Linked DNA regions of Mus musculus: region 2 is linked to region 1. A link is a contact called in public HiChIP or PLAC-seq data. All regions are on one chromosome and are shown on one strand. The core of a region is the stretch at or near the end of the contact, and the rest is flanking DNA. Distances in the headings are between cores, read along the strand shown. Region 1 has its middle 150 kb from the start of Gm30225. Region 2 holds the start of Kynu (kynureninase).

Region 1 (6,210 bases), core at 1,846-4,345:
AAGATTTATTTATTTATTATATGTAAGTACACTGTAGCTGTCTTCAGACACTCCAGAAGAGGGAATCAGATCTCGTTACGGATGGTTGTGAGCCACCATGTGGTTGCTGGGATTTGAACTCCTGACCTTCGGAAGAGCAGTCGGGTGCTCTTACCCACTGAGCCATCTCACCAGCCCCAGGAGTTTTTAAAATATATAAAATGTGACCTAAAAGATTTTCTGCAAGTCACTGACTTGAGAGAGATGCCCACATGTCTGCTTTGGCACGCAATCTCATCAGTGTTTATGTGATGTATTCACACACTGTTCCCTAGGGGGCTACATCATTTCTACAGTGGGAAACAGAAGATGCAAACAAGGGCTAGTGTTAGGAGTGGGATCGTTTCTGCCAACATAATCTCATGCCCCGCCCCCTTTTTTCATTTCTTTTGAGCATGAAAATTATAGTGAACTCTAGAGGTTAGGTAAGCTTAGTTGTGATTTTTTTCTGAGTAAAAAAAAATCATTTAGTACATACAACCTGTGTAAGTCTGTAAACTGCTAAAATGAAAAATTTTACAAGTTGTCAATAAAAAGAAAATAATTTATGATGAAGTTCAATTTAACTTACTATAAAATGAATTTTTCTCCATATTTGTAATTTTTCTCTTCATTTTAACCCAAATATAGCCTACATTTTACTTTTTCTGGATGCATCATTATAATTTGTGGGTAAGAATATCTCTAACAGTTTACCTTTGATCCACATGTGGTTACATGTGTATCCTGCTAAGGCTCTCAGAATTTCAACTGCTTTTTCCCCTATTGTCTCTTCTATTTTCAGACATCCTTTTTCTTACTCTTTTAAGCTTCTACTGATTACTTTTTTGCTAACTAAACCTGTTGATTTATACTTGGCACTTTATAATATTTGATTCAAGAGTCTACTAGAGTCAGATGGTCATATTTCTAAAGTGGTTTTAGAAATGTGGATATCCACCTGAATCATAAATCAAACTTAAGAATGCTAGGCCTTGTCCCTTTCACATAAAATGTAACAGCTAATTAGAGAAACCCTTCATAATACGTTTTCTCACATGCATGAGAGTTTCCTCTTTAAATATCAGTAGTATTTCTATGCACTGCATCTTTTTCATATTTTTTTCTAATAGATTTATACATTTTGATGAAATTTTATAGTAGTGCAATCTCTAAAGGGATAGCTAAAGTACTTTTCTGGGTGTCCAGTATTTGAGATTTCTTTAGATATATGGTTGTATTGTGTCAGTTTTCAACACATTAAGTGCTGATAACTTTGTATGGAATTTCTCCTTAGTTTTACTTCCATGAATGATTATGACCAGACATATCTTACCACCTCTAAATATCATTTTCAATGTCAACTATAAAGATTAATATTGATATTAGAATTGTATGTATCATTTGTTTTCTTTAGCATCCTCTTTGCCTGGACTATATTGACAATTTCTGTCTTAAAATTTCAAACATCACATGATTATCTGCACCAGGGACCTTCCTCCTAGTAATGAAAGCTTCCTCCTGCCTGATCAAGATTCACTTAAAAAGCCCTAGTGGGCATATGGACACACACTTCTCACATTTCTTTCTTTCATAATCTACCATTTCTACTGGAAAAATGTCACAGAATCACAGAAATTTATGATGTAAATATGAAATTCTGCACTTAGTATTGTCCACATTAACTTACAATTGTGTTTGATTACAGTAGAGAAAAATATTAGATATTTTCTGCAACTAGAAGCTCCATGAAGTATCTTCAGATTCTAAGCACTGTGGTTGAGTTAAACCATAGTTTTAAAACAACATCATGTGTGAAGACTTCACTAGTTTCCAGGCATTGAGTTACTGTCTCATTTAATCAACCTTCTGCTGGAAACTGCCCACTAGGAAAGCATTATTTTTCATTTTGGAAAAGAAGAAATAAAATGATCTATCTTAGATGGCTTCATTGACAAGTTTTATGATGAACATTTAAAGCTACATTTGCCCTTTCAACCAGACATCTTCATCAAACTATCCTGTTTTGACAAATACATTCAGAAGTACAGTGTGACTCATGTGTTGCTTAATATGTTTTAACCTGACACAAACTAGACTCACCTAGGAAGAAAGAAATTCAATTGAAAAGTTGTCTCCACCCAATCAGGCTATGGGCACCTCGGGGAAGCATTTTTTTTTCTGATTGGTAACTGATATATGGGAGACCATTCAATAGTAGAGGTTCTTGTTCCAGATAAATGAGCTTAGGGTATATAAGAAGTAGCTGAGCTTCCCAGAGAAGTAGGCCAGTAAACCACATGCCCCTATGGTCTCTGCGTAAGTTCTTGCCTCCAGGCTCTTACGTTAAGCTCCTGCCTGTTTGACTGTAATGTTTAAAGTTAAGTGACTTTTGCTTGATGTTGTATAATAGTAACAGAATACACTCTGGAACAACTAACGAAGTATGTCCTTAAACCTTTTAGCACTTTATCATGGCTTTATGTGACATAGAATTCACATGTTCATGGCTTTATGTGACATAGAATTCAAGTCACCTCCATTGTTGAATGTTTTTTTGTGAAATATCCTGACAGATTTCTATAATAGTAACTGACATAAAGTATGCATATATATGTATATGCATATGGTTTCTGTATAAACAATACTTAGAATAACTTAGCTACTGTCATTTAAAATTTGTAGAACATGGTTATAATTTGGTTGATTTTTCATTAACTAACCATAAAATATCAGTCATAAGAAACATAATCAGACAAATTGAATCACTCTATTGTCATCAAGTTTTATTAATTATGATAACCAGTTCAAATCATCCCTAGGAAGGAATCTTCCATAGCTCAATAAGAGTGCATGTGATATTTCTAGTACTGAGCAGTAGTGAAGGTATGTAACTGCCTCTTTTTCATTTATTCATTTGCTCATTCACTCATACATTGTTTATGTTGATTCTCAAACAAGAGTTCTCAAAAACAGTTGGGTGAAAATGCACATGGAAAGTTAATAACTGTCTTTTTCTCAGAGCCTATGGTTCAGTAATTGACAGGATGTGGTAGTTCTGAAGGAGCTCACACAGGAGTCACATTTAAGGAAGTGTAGCTCAGGCTTCTCAGACCACATTTATTTCGTAACGAGTGCCTTGTTTGCTTTGCTGGCATTTGCCATCATTCAATGTATTTCAGTCCAGCTAGGGTCCTAAAAATCACATGAAAAAATTAAGACTTTATGAACCAATAATCAGTAAAATTTCAATAGTTTCTAAGAAACTTATTTTCAAATGCATATGTTTCTTATGGTCCTAACTTTAATATTATTATACCCTACCATTCTCATTTAGGACATGAATAAAACGTATATATTTTTTGTTTGTTTTTTTCCAGACAGGGCTTCTCTGTATACCTCTGGTTGTCCTAGAAGTCACTCTGTAAAGGAGGCTGGCCTTGAACTCACAGAGATCTACTTGTCTCTGCCTCTCCAGTGCTGAGATTAAAAGTATGAGCCTCTGCCACCCAGCTCAAAGTATTGATTTTTATCTTCCCCTTACTCTAGCATAAAACAATAGTTGAAAAGCATGTAATGATCAGTTATTGTTATATGAATTTAGTGTTTAGTTTAATGTGTAGTCTATATAGAAGAATGATTATTAAACTCAATAAAATATCATATAACCAATTTTATTTACAGGATTGTGAGACTCTGAGTTTTTTCTCTTATGTCTTTTAAAATTGGTTTTAACTATTCATATATTTAATTATTGTAAGTCCAAGAAGATATGCTTAATTTTATTTTATTGGTGCTAATTTTGGAATTATGTTGCTAAATTTTTCAAAAAAAAAAACCATAAATTGAATTTTTATTTATATAATCTGAATTTTGATATGTATACCAAACTATATTTTGGTGTATATATTAAAAATAAAACTATGTCCAATTTTCTGAGGAACCCCCAGAGTGATTTCCAGAGTGGTTGTACAAGCTTGCAATCCCACCAACAATGGAGGAGTGTTCCTCTTTCTCCACATCCTCGCCAGCATCTGCTGTCACCTGAATTTTTGATCTTAGCCATTTTGACTGGTGTGAGGTGGAATCACAGGGTTGTTTTGATTTGCATTTCCCTGATGATTAAGGATGTTGAACATTTTTTCAGGTGCTTCTCTGCCATTCAGTATTCCTCAGGTGAGAATTTTTTTTGTTAGAATTAATATTTTTATTAGGTATTTTCGCAATTTACATTTCCAATGCTATCCCAAAAGTCCCCCATACCACCACCCCCACTTCCCTACCCACCCACTCCCACTTTTTGGCCCTGGCATTCCCCTGTACTGGGGGATATAAAGTTTGCAAGTCCAATGGGCCTCTCCACTTCTGTGTTTGCCAGGCCCCAGCATAGTCTCACAAGAGACAGCTATATCTGGGTCCTTTCAGCAAAATCTTGCTAGTGTATGCAATGGTGTCAGCATTTGAAAGCTGATGGAACAATATTATGAACTAACCAGTCCCCCTGAGCTCTTGACTCTAGCTGTATATATATCAAAAGATGGCCTAGTTGGCCATCACTGCAAAGAGAGGCCCATTGGACTTGCAAACTTTATATGCTCCAGTACAGGGGAATGCCAGGGCCAAAAAGTGGGAGTGGGTGGGTAGGGGAGTGTGGGGGGGAGGGTATGGGGGACTTTTGGGATAGCATTGGAAATGTAAATGAGGAAAATACCTAATTAAAAAAAACATTTGTTAATGTTCTACAAGGCCAAGAGGTATTCCTGAAGTTTAATGAATGTTCTCCATCACAGACAAAATAAATTAAGTATGAAGGAAAAAGCTCTGGTGCCTCACCTTGGGAAAAGTAAACATGTGACTGGCTAATTATGGGAGAGATCAGTGGGATTAACAGCTGTATGTATGGAGAAGACCTTATTGTATAGATATTAGCTGACTGTAGATGTGCCTCATTAAAGCTCTGTGACAGCTTTTATTAAGAGCAGTTAAATAGGCTCAGCCTTGTGCATTGGCATAATGTTTAAAATCTGGAGATTGACTGGGATCCGAGTAATGGTAAATAACGTCGTGTTCACGGAGTCCCTAGCAACGAATGTCAGCCCGATCGTGTCTGAAATCTCATTAATGATCCGAGAGACAGAGTAAATACTGTACTAATGAAAATCTGACATGGACTCTGATCGGCAGGTAATGAAACACCACCAAAAGCTGCCACTGCCTGAAATCTCCTTGGATGAGAAGAATTTTGGCAAGAAGTTAAAGCTGAATTTGGTTTTCACATGGGGAAAGCAAAGAAAGGAAACCACACAGCATGAATCCTATGTGAACAAGGCAACTTGAAAAAACCGGTGAGAGTGAATATCCAATGATGACTAATTTCAAGAAATATTTCTGGTCCAATATCAACACGGGGAGAAAAGGAAATGATAAATCAAAACCAAACCAAACCAAACCAAACAAAACAAGCAAACAAGAGAAAAATAGAAATGAATTAGTAGAGAGTGGTATTGGCCTTCCATCTCTGCAAAAGAGAAAAAATGGCTTATAGAAATTATCTGTGTGAAATGAGAAAAGGAAGCTGTCATAATGATGGCAACAGATACACTTTAGGATGAAACCAGTTGGAAAAGAAACTTTACTGCAGGACTCCCTTCCAGGAACACACACTTCAACTCTGTCTTGTGTTGTAAGCTCCAGTACCTTTTTTTTTTTTTTTTTTTTTTTTTTGAGGGGTTGGGCTGGGCTGGTTTAAATATATCTTTTACAGAAAAATGAGGTAATGCCATGTTCTACACATTCTGTAAGGTAAGCAGAGTCGATTGGCAGCCTCAGCATGTGGAGACAAGTCTGCAGATTGCAGGCCATTACTTCCCATGCTATCTGAGGAGACATTGGGGGCATCCCATAGCTCACATTTTCATGTACAATTGGAGGAGCAGGGATTTAAAGCCCACGCTTCTGAGATTCCTTGGCTGGTAGAAGAGACTTTGTTTTTTTTTTTTTTTTTTTAAATCTTTTCATTGGAGTTCTAGCAAATATGGGCAAATAGGTTTTACTCCTCAAGTATAATGGAAAATATATTATTTTTTAGATCTATTTAATATTCTGAGAAGTAATGGGTCTTAAGATGGAGATTTAATGGTATCAATGGATTTTCAATAAATGGAAATCATAAATACTATGGAAAAAAGGTAT
Region 2 (7,099 bases), core at 2,245-4,744, 280 kb before region 1:
AACATTTTACCATGCATTGCTGTCTGTGAGTGATTTGTTGCAGCTCTGTTGAGGCAGTGGCATACTACTTAGCTGAGCATAACACCAAATTCTTCCAGGAATTTGAACCGTGATAGACATTGACTCATTCAGGTAGAAACAAGATCATGAATTTCAAAGAATCAGAAAGAAGCTATAAAATATCGGGACTCAAGAGCATATGGTCACAAGAGAGTCATTTTGAGTTTTACAGTAAAACAGAAGTATTGATTATTAAATCATGGAAATTGATTCCAGCTGCAAATGGCAGTGAGCTGTTGGGACGGAACAGTGAAGATTCCTAAAAAATACAGTCTGGCCCTGTGTTGAGAATCACAGAACGTTGCTGTGGACAGTGAGCTCTGTGAGAAGCTCCTGGAGCCTGTTCAGGGCTGTCCCTAAACGTCCCGGGAAGTGCTTTGGCTTTGCTGTGAGGCATGTTCCTACCACAGACCTGTTTCAGTGAATTCTTCCCAGCTTGGTTAAAGTCTATTCTATTGGCGCTGCATCGTGTTTAATTTCACACGATAGTCACACCATTGTTATAAGCAGCATTGTTTGTGTAAGTTTTTCTCTAGATGGAGATGACAGCTGAACAGAAGTAGCCAAACAGCTCAGTGAGCTGTGTAAGAGGCAGAATCAGCGGCTCCTAGGAGGATGTGCTTCTCTGTCTGATCATAGGACACACAATTAGAGAAACCACTGTAGTGAAACTCAGAGTCTGCCTCGTGTTCTTCCGGATGTTAGTTGGAGAGCTTTACTATATATCTTTGGGGACAAGTACATTCTGAGTGGGATTATTTCAATTCCTAGGTTACTTCACTGTCATGTTCCAAGCAGCCTTCCCTTATCCTCACAGAGAGTATTTGTTAACATTGCGCAGTCTTCTGTGGCCATTTATTTTTTTAACTTTGCTACATTCCTTCAATCTGTGAAAGACTGGAAGAGCAATACCCACATATAAAATTAGGAGTGTTTGCTTCTGCCTATAATCTCAGCACTTGGGAGACTGAGGCAAGAGTGTTTCCTTCCTTTCAACATCATCCTGAGTCATACAGTGCCTTCCAGGCCGGCTTGTACTACATAATATGGCTGCCTTAAACAGCAGCAACAGCCATCTAAAAATGGTCTTCCTGGTTACTTACAACTATTTTAGCATACGACAAAGCGATATGAGAAAGCCATGGGTAATGTGAACAACTGTAGACACCTTCTAAATGTGAAAAAGGTAGCTAGCTATTCAACTGCTGATTCTACAAATGTTTATTGAGCATCTACTATGACTCAGGCATATAACTCTGAAAAGGTAAAATAATGCTTCTGACTTCATGGCAACAATGCACATCATGTTGGGTGTGGTGGTGCATTTCTAGTATCTCAGTAATCTTACTGGGGAAGACACTGAAGGATCATGAGCCTTGATGTTATAGCAAGACCCTATCCCAAAGCAAACAAACAAGAAATGTGTTAGTATGTTTGCAACAGATTTAAAAGTGGGCTCAGAGGCTGAGGCAATGCTTATAGCCAAGTGTATCTGAGAGTGCAGGACAGACGGGGCCTCTCTTGAGAAGGCACGCAGTCAGACACACAGAGAAAAACCCCTCCTCAGAGGAAGAAAACCCCATTTTCAGAGGAAGAAAATCCCCTGCTCGCAGGAGCCTCTCATTTCCTTTTAGTCTGTTTTCTGAGTATGAAAATCAATGGCTTTCAATTATTCTCCTTTTCTCTGTTTTCTCTTTTCAGTTCCACATAAATTCTATACAGCAGCTTGGTCTGCAGGGGAATTTATTTCCTTTTTAAAAAGTACTTGGGAACAGAGCATCATGATGCAGCTTTGGCTTATCTGGAGTCCATGTATCTCCTGCTTCCTAATCCTGGGGTTGCAGGCACAGGCCTTTATGCCTTTATAGGAAAATCTAATCCCTTGAGTCAAAAGTGTAGCTCTTTACACTCCTGGGCTTGTTCTATTGGAGATAGTAGTAGACACAGGGATGTCTTCCCTGAAATGGTGTTTCCTTCTGGGGCACCCCTCTGTTCACAGGGTCCCGCAGGCTGCAATGCTCATTCAAGGCCTTTGCCTCAAGAGAGAGAACTGATTAGCTCGCACTAATTGCTACCTAATTCTGCATTCATACCACCAGCTAAGACAATTAATACTTCAAAACATCATTTTACGCCTTGTTTAGGCTTATCATTTGCAAGTAAATTGACATGATCCGTTTGAAAATAAAGACATTAACTCCTAGTTTATAATAACTGTCAAATGTCATATCTCATGTATTTAGCATGGTATAATTTTACAAGGGTAAACGAACATGTCATGTGCTGGCGTGCAGGTCACCTGAACACTCTTCGGCCATTGTTATATAAAATAAAGCTCAATTTAACTTTTTAAAGAAGACTACAGCATCAAGTCACACTCACGAGGCATGCCCATAATAGTTTTAAAGATTAGTGTTTGTTGATGGAAATTGATTTTTGTCCTCGAATTATACTGAGGCTTGAAATTTTGAAAATTCCGTCTTCGTGGTTTTATTTATTAGCTGCATTTTCCCAGGTAAAAGATTGCACTTACCAAAATCTGATCAGTTGTAATGAAAGAATAACAAATTAAAGATCTCCTCCTGACCCTGCCGGTCTAAGGTCAACCAGGTCAATCAGTAACCCAGTCCTCAGTAGCTAATCTTTGCACAGCAAAGGGTCATTCCCACCCTGAAGTGAGGAAATTGGATACCAAGGTCAAAGTTTAGAAGCTAGTAAAGATACATTCATACTTCACTGGGGGAAGTAAAAAGTTGATATACACCTGCAACAAAGCCTGCTTCTGTAGGACTCTCGCTGAGAATTATGTGACATCACAGTACAACCAGCCTAGCTGAGCAATAGATCCTGGAGTTTGTTCCCACATTCCTAACGCTGGGAAGAAAAAAAAACTGTCTAGCAAATACAGGAAAAAAAATCTATTCTTAGGCCAAATGCTCTAGAAAATAAAAGGGGAAGAAAGTCCCCCTCAAGAAAATCCACTTTCACTTCTCTAAATGTTAATGTGACACACAAACATACAAAACCAGAAATCAGAAAGCTCCTTTAAACACGGCTTTTCTTTACCTGGGCTTGTTCTCCTGACCGTTTAAACCCGCAGTGAGGGCTGGCTAACCTGCTGGGACTGCAACCTCATCCGTTCGTTCTCTCTAGCCTGGGTTTCGAGGCACAGGCTTTAAGGGAGGTCATGCCGGGTTTGTTTATGAAGATCATTTATACAGTAAGAAAAAAACAGAAAAAGAAATCCCCAAAGGACTGTACCCTATTAGTAGAGAGAAGTTCCATTTGGAAAAGTACAGGAGAAGCGAATGTCTGTTTATCTTCAGAGCCAGACCTCTTCTCTGCTTACCTGCTCAGATCCAGACAGTAGTCTTCAGTACCTTCTCAGAGGATGCTGGATCTTTCTTTGTCCCCAGCTAGCCAAAGAACTGCTCACTTCTCCACCCTGTGGGGATTTTGCCTGTCAACTTTAGTTCCTCCCACCCTGTTGAATCAGGTTGCAAATTTCTAACCACTGACACAAGCTAAGCAAAATGCTGCCCCTCCCCCAGCCCCACCCCAGGTTGCCAAACATCTGGCTCTGCTGACAGCTTCTTCCAATTCTTCCTTGTGGGTTCTAGACCCCTGCAGAGACTTGCTTGACCTATGTGGAGCTCTGCTGTGAGCACTGTGTCAGAGAGCTGAACTCCAACATCTGCCTTTATTTTCAATCTGTGCTCTGAAACATCCCAAACCCAGAGGAATGCTCTCCTTGAACTCTGGACACATTTCTCCTGGATTTTGAGACAATGAACCACTGATCAACTTTGATTGCAGGGTTTTTGACTTATAGTGAATACAGGTTTTATGCAAAAGTTTAAAATAAACTGTGTGTGGTGGTACCTACCACTGACTCAAGTGCTCAGTCCTAAAGGCAGAGGACTTTGCTGCAAAAGAAAAATTAATATAGTCCACTAATTCCTCGAAATATTTTACTGCCTAATAAATGGACTTTAAAATTTTTGAGGTCATAAATCTTGATAGTATGATTAACCACAGAAAGAGTTAGAACTTGGAAATCCAAATGAAAGGAAGCCTGGAAAATATTATTAAGGTTAATTATTTCTTTAAATGCTGATCCTTGAGCTGCCTCTCCTGTCCTAATCTGAGCTTGGATCCTTTGAGGAATACCTATTAGGCATAAAAACTAAGACCCAAGATTTTCAGAATAATGACAACAGAAGAGACTGCCTCGGTTGCTGCGTGTTTGCTCCTGTGCCTTGTCTAAGCCCACAGCATGTCACCCTCTGCAAGGCCCTTTTCAGTCCTCTCTGTGTGTCCTCACTGTAATCCTGGACAAGTCACTGAACCGTAGCCCAAGCTCAGGCTCCTATCTACCTGATAAACAGAAAACACATCTTCCTTACAAGATTATTGAGAGAGAAAAACAATTCAAGGGGAAAAGCACTGTACCATGACACATAAATCCATTCGACACATTCTTTTTTGTCATCAAATTACCCAGACAAAGTGTACTGTCCCCAACTTCTAGAAGAGGACAATAGATGCCATGAGGCGACTTGGAGATACTTTACTGACCACTGTTAAACTCATAAACTACAAAATTCTCATTTGAATTGGATCAAAAAATCTAAAGCTTGTAATATGTCTATTCATTTTCCATCATCTCGTGTCTTGTGTCACTAGAAATTTAGAAAATTTGTTCTGCTCTGCAGGAGAGAACGCCATATCCCCATGTTGACTAGGTTTGAAGAGAAAAATAAAGACAGACAGGTCACAGTCTTGCTGCCATGGATTTGGTAAGTCTTTGAGCAATTATTGTAGTGCGTGCAGACTCTGCACCTGAGGCCTGGTTCTGTTCATCGCTCCTATTTTTCTTTCTCCTTCTTGTATTCTGTCCTTTCACTTTACCCCACTGGTTATATTTAATAATTTAAATTATTTTCCAGTTCCCTTAAATGTTCAATATTACGAAATTATCATTGTATTTAATTAAAAAAAGTTTTATGATATGCACATGCCACTTTGGTATAGACAGTTAGAGCAGGGGAAATCTATTGTCCTGACAGGTAGTCTTGGATTTGCATCTCATTATCCAGAATCAGGGAGATATATTTTGCTCAGAGTTGTGGAGCTATAACTGCTCTGGGTTATGGTAATCTTGCATGTCTAGCTGGACACTAAGCAAGGCATAGCTCTGGTTATATCTTGTTATCCTAAATAACATAAGTCTGAACTTAGAAATGCTTTCCTCTAGTTTGTACCTTTATGTCAACCGATCTTCATTTATGACATTTGAATCCTCATTCCATTAAGGGTCATTCCCTTGTGTCTATTCCTACTTTGTGCATATGTACACGCTCTTGGCTTCAGGGATGCTGGGGCTTTTGGTTGGCTTTGAACTCATGAGCTTCTACATTGGAGATTTTACCCTGTTATGTAACACTGTTTTTTTTATTTCCTGATGTATATACAATAATAAGAACTCTGCTATCTATCTATCTATCTATCTATCTATCTATCTATCTATCTATCTATCATCTATCTATCTATCTATCTATCTATCTATCTATCTATCTATCTATCTATAGTTTATCTACTTATCACTAGTCTATCATCTATCTTCTAATTACAGATATCTTTTGTGTTGTACAAAGGGTATGTTTTCAAATTCTCTTCTGTTCTGTGACATACAAATTGACTTTATTATCTCACAACATTCCTTTCTTTTCTATCCATTCCCATGCTTTTCTTGTTTGATCATCAATCTTTAACTGGAAGTCCTATAGTAGTTTTGTACCTACTGGGCACTTTGCATTTCTGTCTCATGAATCCATTTTTGGAACCAAAGTGTAATTTTCTCTGGCAAGGCTCAACATGGCTTCTTCCTGCCTATTGCATTCTCCTCAGGAAAATCGACACCTTAACTGGGTTTTTCACTCAATTTCTTTCCCTTGTGTTTTTGCCTATTTACAGATGAGAAATTTGGAAATTTTTCCCTTCCTGCTTCTTGAAGTACATTCTTTTAGGATTTGGCTAAAACAGCTTAGTATTTATCAGACTTTCCAGTAAGCAACCCCTGAGCTTTAAGAGATCAGATGTAGGATAACAAGAGACAAGATACCTGGTTACCCTAGTCTGTCACTATCTATCTTCTCAGTATACAGAGATGGCTATAGATAACATTGCTTCCTTTAGTTTTCGCAGAGATTCTTCACCCTTTCGATCTTACTCTATGTAGCGTCTTTCCTGATTCACTGTTCATTTCAACTTTGTCTCAAACTTTTTAGCAGAGTTGTAAGGAGCATGTTAGGATTAGAGTGCGTGCTTAGCATGCTTGCGAATCTGGAGTCAATCCAGGACTCTCAAATTATATTTTATAGCTCATGAGTGACATATTAACTAACTCTGTACACGTTCTAAAATATATTTTTGTTGTCCAAATGACTAAATGTTCCCGTATATCATGCAGGAATAATTTTATTGCTATTAATTTGTAGGTGACGTTCCACTTTCCTCCAAGCCAGTGTTAAAATGAGAATTCAGGACTTTGTGGATTTTGCCTACAGGTTTATACTATTGAAGTTCACATTACAGTTCATGAACATTTAAGAATAGACTTATAGTCAACTCTTTTCATTATCTGCCCTGCTTTCTAGAAATAAATGAGTACTTTAATTCAAATGGTTTGGAATTCCATTCAGGGTGACTGAGAGATAAATGGCATTGTGGTTCCCACACACCACTGAACTCAACATTACTCTTCCGATGAAAAGAATTGATACAAGTGATGGCATCTGATGATTAGCTGTAACGAAACTTAGAATCAAATGTGAGCGTCTCACAATGGCATTATCTACACTGGGTTGATCTGTGGGCATATCTGCGGAGTATTGTCTTATGTTAATTGCTGCAGGAAGACTCAGACCATCAGACCATGGTGAGTGGAACCATTCCCTAAGCAGGGATGCTGAACTGTGTATCAGGGTAGAGAAATTGAACTGAGTGTAAGCAAGCAAGCCAGAATTCATGAATTTAT

What was found. HiChIP or PLAC-seq counts read pairs in DNA pulled down with a chosen protein or histone mark.
Region 2: an H3K4me3 HiChIP or PLAC-seq map of the 230-238 cell line shows a contact between it and region 1, with 26 read pairs. The contact joins the promoter of Kynu here to the enhancer-like site in region 1. A contact is called at or near these places in 4 of 39 promoter capture datasets (embryonic stem cells, liver and stem cell-derived epiblast-like cells), 1 of 484 Hi-C or Micro-C datasets (liver) and 3 of 115 datasets of contacts at active chromatin or transcription factors (the 230-238 cell line and acute myeloid leukemia).

What each region holds. Positions count from the first base shown.
Region 1 is chr2:43,271,111-43,277,320 of GRCm38.p6, reverse strand. No RefSeq gene overlaps it. Among named protein-coding and RNA genes, the nearest start is that of Gm30225, 150 kb to the right of the region's middle. Within about 2 kb of position 3,095, at least 32 of the 459 cell types and tissues checked have an H3K27ac peak or open chromatin away from gene starts, as enhancers often do. A contact at or near this core is called in the 230-238 cell line, where this site is marked.
Region 2 is chr2:43,551,720-43,558,818 of GRCm38.p6, reverse strand. It overlaps Kynu (kynureninase), which reads right to left and starts at 3,494. Exons shown (of 14, transcript NM_027552.2): 1 at 3,410-3,494.